2 separate regions of the Pan troglodytes genome follow, and region 2 is linked to region 1. A link is a contact called in public Hi-C data. All regions are on one chromosome and are shown on one strand. The core of a region is the stretch at or near the end of the contact, and the rest is flanking DNA. Distances in the headings are between cores, read along the strand shown. Region 1 holds the start of ZNF665 (zinc finger protein 665). Region 2 holds the start of ZNF761 (zinc finger protein 761).

The links. Hi-C and Micro-C count contacts between places; a contact is called where the count stands out from the background.
Region 2: a contact with region 1 is called in a Hi-C map of induced pluripotent stem cells, with 2.3 times the contacts expected there. The contact joins the promoter of ZNF761 here to the promoter of ZNF665 in region 1. A contact is called at or near these places in 1 of 7 Hi-C or Micro-C datasets (induced pluripotent stem cells) and 1 of 1 datasets of contacts at active chromatin or transcription factors (stem cell-derived excitatory neurons).

The regions. Positions count from the first base shown.
Region 1 is chr20:56,029,298-56,032,329 of NHGRI_mPanTro3-v2.0_pri, forward strand. It overlaps ZNF665 (zinc finger protein 665), which reads right to left and starts at 1,677. Exons shown (of 5, transcript XM_054672588.2): 1 at 1,597-1,677.
Region 2 is chr20:56,252,944-56,255,718 of NHGRI_mPanTro3-v2.0_pri, forward strand. It overlaps ZNF761 (zinc finger protein 761), which reads left to right and starts at 1,353. Exons shown (of 10, transcript XM_054672595.2): 1 at 1,353-1,436; 2 at 1,615-1,736; 3 at 2,406-2,591. It also overlaps the pseudogene PANTROV1R-PS282.

The DNA of each region.
Region 1 (3,032 bases), core at 427-2,926:
TGTAATCCCAGCTACTCGGGAGGCTGAGGCAGGAGAATCGCTTGAACACAGGAGGCGGAGTTACAGTGAGTCGAGATCGTGCCATTGCACGCCAGTCTGGGAAATAGAGTGAGATTCTGTCTTAAGAAAAAAAAATTTGTTAGATTATGGATACAGAAATCAATATATCATGATGTAATTATCCATATCCAATGAAACCACCATGCATCTGGGCCATAGTCCCCCTCTTTCTTCCTTCCTGTGTGTTTCCCTCCCTCATTCTGTACATCTCTCTCATTCTCTTCTTCTCTCTCCTTGTTTCTTTTCTGTGTTTCAGCCTGGGTCTCTGCTCCTCATTTTGAGCCCCTCTCTTCTCCTGCTGTTTCTCCTTCCCTCTATTCCTTCTCTTCCACTTGTTCTGCTCCATTCTTGCAACTTGTTTCACCTCTTATTCCTCTTTCACCCCAGTCTTTTGGTTGTCCCCAATCTCCATATATTTCTGCCTCTTTCTTCCCTTATCTCTGCTCTCCCTGTTAAATCCCCTCTTCCCTGTTTCACTTCCTTGTCCCCACTCTTTGGCACCCCCAGATCCCAGGTCTCCCCCTGCTGTGGTTCTCCCTCTGCTCTCCTTGTCACGGGCTGCCCCTTCTTGCTGTCCCAGCACCACGCTGCTCTGTCTGTCCTGGCTCCAAATACCCGCTCCTCTCCCTAACTCTCTGTCTGAGGAGCTGCCCCTCTCCCTACCTTGCTGTCCTTCATCTCTCTAGACATCGAGCTTTTCTCTACATTTCTCCAGTTGTTTCTCCATCCCGTTACTTTCTCAGCGACCTCTTTCGCCCTTACTGTCTCTGCAAATCCTGACCCATCCTCTACTTTGCCATGTTTATTGGTTCCCCTCATTCTTTCCTCTGTCTCCGTTTTTCTACTTTTCTCTCAGCCCCTCTCTCTGTCTCCTGATCCCCTTGGCCCACACATTCACAGGGAGGGTTTGGAGTAAGACACCTGGATCCTGGAGGAGCACATTTTCCAGCGGGTGGAGCTGGGCAGGCAAGAACACCGGGTATCACAGGACAAGCCCCGGGCACCTCCCCAGCGCGGGCTCAGGGGAAACGGTGACTGCGAAGGGGAGGCCTAGGGAGCAGCAGGGCCCCGCACGAGGAGGAGAGAGGTGGGGGGCGACAGCGCCTTAGGAGAGGGGTGGGGTATGCAGGATCCCAGAACCAGGCAGAGGCGCGGCCTCCCCGGGACTGGGGCTGCGGCGCTAACGCTCCAGTAACCGACTAGGGCGAGGTTAGGGGACGGTAAAATCCTGCACCCACTTCGCAGATGAGGACTTCACAGGGCGCAGGGTTTTAAGTAAAGGGTTTTAAGCAGGAAACGGCGCAGGAAAGGAGGTGTCTGCATGGTCTGAAGGCCGAAAGACCGCGGGCAGGACCAGCCTGTGTGATTTTAACCCAAAGCGATGCGACCCCCAGAGTCTCGCGGCAACGTCTGAATTTACATGGAATGGAGGGAGCCGTGCGGGGACTTTAAGGGCTATAGGAACCCCCGGACATCGGGTACGGAGGAGCAGGGGACTCCGAAACGCAGGTTTAATCTAGATAGAGGGAAACTCACGCGGCGACTAACAGCCTTCACTCCAAGAGATCTGCTTCCGGGTTTGCAAGAAACTGCCCGCGCAGTAGGCAAAGGGGCGGGTTGCGGTGGGGAAAGGCCGGGCGTTGGGAGGGACTGAGAGCATAGGGTGGGCGGGGCCGGGGCGGGGCCTGAACCCAGGAGGCGGAGGTTGCAATGAGCCGATATCGCGCCATTGCACTCCAGCCTGGGTGACAGAGTGAGACTTCGTCTCTCCTAAAAAAAAAAAAAAACAAAACTTAGGCTATCTAAAAGTTTAACCAATGGCCAGTAATATAAGCAATCATGCATATGTAATGAAGGCTCCATAACAACCCAAAAGGAGAGGATTCAGCGGAGCTTCTGGATAGGTGAACACTGGGAGGCTCCTGCAGCGTGGTGCACCCAGGGAGGGCACCAAGGCTCAACGCCCCTTCTCCCATGCCTCACCTCACTGATCCCTTCCATCTGGCTGTTCTTCTGTCAACTTTGTAATATCCTTTATAATACGTAAATCTATGTAAAGTGTTTCCCTGTATTTTGTGAGCCACTCTAGCAACTTCGTTGAACCTGAGGAGGGGGTCAAGGGACTCCTGGATTTATATCTGATCTGTAAGCACAAGTCACAACCTGTGCTTGTGACTGGCATTGAAATGTGTGCACTATTGTGGGACTGAGCCCTCAACGTGTGGGATCTGATGCCATGTCCCGGCAAAATGGAACGGAATGAGAGAACACGCACCTGGTGTCTGTGGCAGGATTGCTTGCTTGGTGTGTGTGGGAAAACCCAGTACCTCTGGGCTAACGGTAGCATTCTGTGTTGTGAGAGAACAGTAGAAGAAACTGAATCAGTGTTTCCTATATTCTTAAATACGAATATGTGAGGTTTTTTTTTTTTTTTTTTTTTTTTTTGACAAGAGTCTAGCTCTTGTCGCCCAGGCTGGAATGCAATGGCATGATCTCGGCTCACTGCAACCTCCGCCTCCCGGGTTCAAGCGATTCTCCTGCCTCAGCTTCCCGAGTAGCTGGGATTACAGGTGCCTGTCACCACGCCCGGCCAATTTTTGTATTTTTAGTAGAGATGGGGTTTTGCCATGTTGGCCAGGCTGGTCTCGAACTCCTGACCTCGTGATCTGCCCGTCTCGGCCTCCCAAAGTGCTGGGATCTCAGGCGTGAGCCACCGCGCCCGGCGTGAAGGCATTTTTGAGCAAGTTATGTCTCCCTAATTCTGTTTTATTGTACTTTTCCCTAACTAGTTATAATAGCCTCTAAATCTGTGTGGAGTTTTCAGTTTTGTGGACAATACAATAAATAGACAAATAAAAACCCAAACACAAGCTGATCTCTATAGAAGTGTTAGATATTATTTTCAACACACTAAGTGATATTCAGTATCTAGATAAGCTAAAGCACGAATGATGTCTTCTGAGGTGACAAGG
Region 2 (2,775 bases), core at 103-2,602, 220 kb after region 1:
GTGAATTGGATATGTCTGTACAATGTTTATGTTTCTTCATTGATCTCTAGAGACCCATAAACACGGTTATGGAACGAGCCTTGTTAGTGCTGTGCTTGCCAGCAGGGGTCACTCTTTCCTTCTTTAACTCCTGATCCCTCCCTCCACCCACACCGCCCTGGAGCAGCTCTGTGGAAAAAGTGGAATCAGCTTAGAGGTTTTGGAGAGGAAGATACTGAAACGTAAACGATATAAGAAAGTCACGGTGCACAAATATACATACCTCATTTCTGTGTCCCTTGGAGCAGATGGGGGAATGTGCGCAGATGCGAAGCTCTTGCTGTAATTTATGTGACAAATAATAAAATATATGTTTTGTCAGATCCAGAAATCTCATGCCTTCAGCCAACATCCATAAACTGACAGTCTAACTTGTTGGCTTGTAAGTAAGGTAAAAATCTAAAACTGGCCAGGCGCGGTGGCTCACGCCTGTAATCCCAGCACTTTGGAGGGCCGAAGCAGACGGATTAACTGAGGTCGAGAATTTGAGACCAGCCTGACAAACATGGAGAAATCCCGTCTCTACTAAAAAAAAAAAAAAAAAAAAAAGGAAAAAGAAAAAAAATTATCCAGGCATGGTGGCACGTGCCTGTAATCCGAGCTACTTGGGAGGCTGAGGCAGCAGAATCACTTGAATCCAGGAGGCGGTGGTTGCGGTGAACCGAGATCGCGCCACACAACTCCATTCTGTGTGACAAGAGTGATACTCTGTCTCAAAAAAAAAAAAAAAAAATCTAAAACATTTTGCAATTTCTGATAGTTTTGGTGATGCTGAGACAGATATGACTTTGTGTAAGAGGAAGGTAGAAAGATTCTTCACTGGCGTGGTTAGCAGGCAGAAAATGGCTCTCTGGAACAAGCAACGAATTCTCACCCAAACTGAGGTGAAATGAGAGTAAGACTTCTCCATTCTTTTTTTTTTTGAGACGGAGTTTCATTCTTGTTGCCTAGGCTGGAGTGCAATGGTACGATCTCAGCTCACTGCAACCTCTGCCTCCCAGGTTCAAGTGATTCTCCTGCCTCAGCCTCCCAAATAGCTGGGATTACAGGCATGCGCCACCACGCCTAGCTAATTTTGTATTTTTTAGTAGAGACGGGGTTTCACCATGTTGTTCAGGCTGGTCTCAAACTCTTGACCTCAGGTGATGGGCCCACCTCAGCCTCCCAAAGTGCCGGGATAACAGGCTTGAGCCACAGTGCCCGACCAAGATTCCTCCATTCTATAACCCTTGAATGGGACTGTTGTCTGAGAGGGAGGATTGAAATGAACTGTCCGAATGTGATTTATCTGTTGTTCATTCTCTTCCTGGCAGGAGCAGGAAAGGACAAGGAGTCCCCGAAGCTGATACTGAGTTCATGGGGTTGAGCTGACAGCGGCCAACAGGCTGTCATAAACTGTAAGCAAACGAGGCTTGTTAGTGCTGTGCTTGCCAGCAGGGGTCACTGTTTCCTTCTGTACCTCCTGATCCCTCCCTCCACCCACACCGCACTGCAGCAGCTCTGGGGAAAAAGTGGAATCAGCTTAGACGTTTTTGGGAGGAAGACACTGAAAGTCCTACCTTTTTTTTTTTTTAGATGGGATCTCACTCTGTCGGCCAGGCTGGAATGCAATGGTGCCAACTTGGCTCAGTGCAACCTCCCCACCCCGGGCTCCAACAATCCTCCCATCTCAGCCTCTGAAGTAGCTGGGACTACAGGTGTGCCTCATCACCATGGACTATTTTTATTTTTGTATTTTGTAGAGGCAAGGTCTTGCCATGTTTCTCAGGCTGGTCTCAAACTCCTGGGCTCAAGTGATCTGCCCACTTGGGCCTCCCAAAGTGCTGGGATTACAGACATAAGCCACCGTACCTGGCCTAAAACTCTTTTACTCCTGTTGCATGCAAGGATTTAAGTCACCAACCCACGTGGTTTCCGGGAAGAAGGGTCAGTAGGTGCAGGAGTGGGTGAAGGTGCTAAGGATGGTGGGGTGAAGTGTGGCTGCAAACAGGCAGAAAGAGACAAGCTTCTGACCCTGAATAGTCACCAAATGCTGGGTGGTGCAATGCTAAGAATGCAGCACAGGCCGGGCGTGGTGGCTCACGCCTGTAATCCCAGCGCTTTGGGAGGCCAATGTGGGTGGATCATGAGGTCAAGAGATCGAAACCATCCTGGCCAACATGGTGAAACCCTGTCTCTACTAAAAATACAAAAATTAGCTGGGCATGGTGGCATCTCTTTGTCTGTGTCTTTATTTATTACAATCTCTCATCTCCGCATACAGGGAGACTACCCGCTAAGCCCCGTAGGGCTGGACCCTATATGAAACACAGAGTTCACCATTCTGAGTATATCATTCAAGTTATTTTCCTATTTTCCTTCCGCAGGTTCTAGCACGTATTAACACCGTGTGTCTAAAGTCATTCCTGCTGGTCATCTGGAGGAATCTGAGAAGGGGCAGGTCTTTCTTCTGACTCTCAGAGCAGCACTCTCTACAGGACAGGGCCGGGCACCCCCTCTCAAGCCCAGTCTGATCCACCGACAGAGTCCGTTATCTCCTGTCCGGGGAAGAGGTGGGCCTCTCTCCATCCTGGGAGGAGCTCTGAACTTCTCCTTCATCCAGGGATGGGCCCCAGGGACCCACCAGTGGGGCTGGGAGAAGCCCCCCTCAGCAGGAAGACAGAGGTGCCTGCGTGGCCGAGGCCTGGAAGGTCTGCACCATGGTGCACAGAGGCCCCGGAGCTGGGTGAGGCCAGA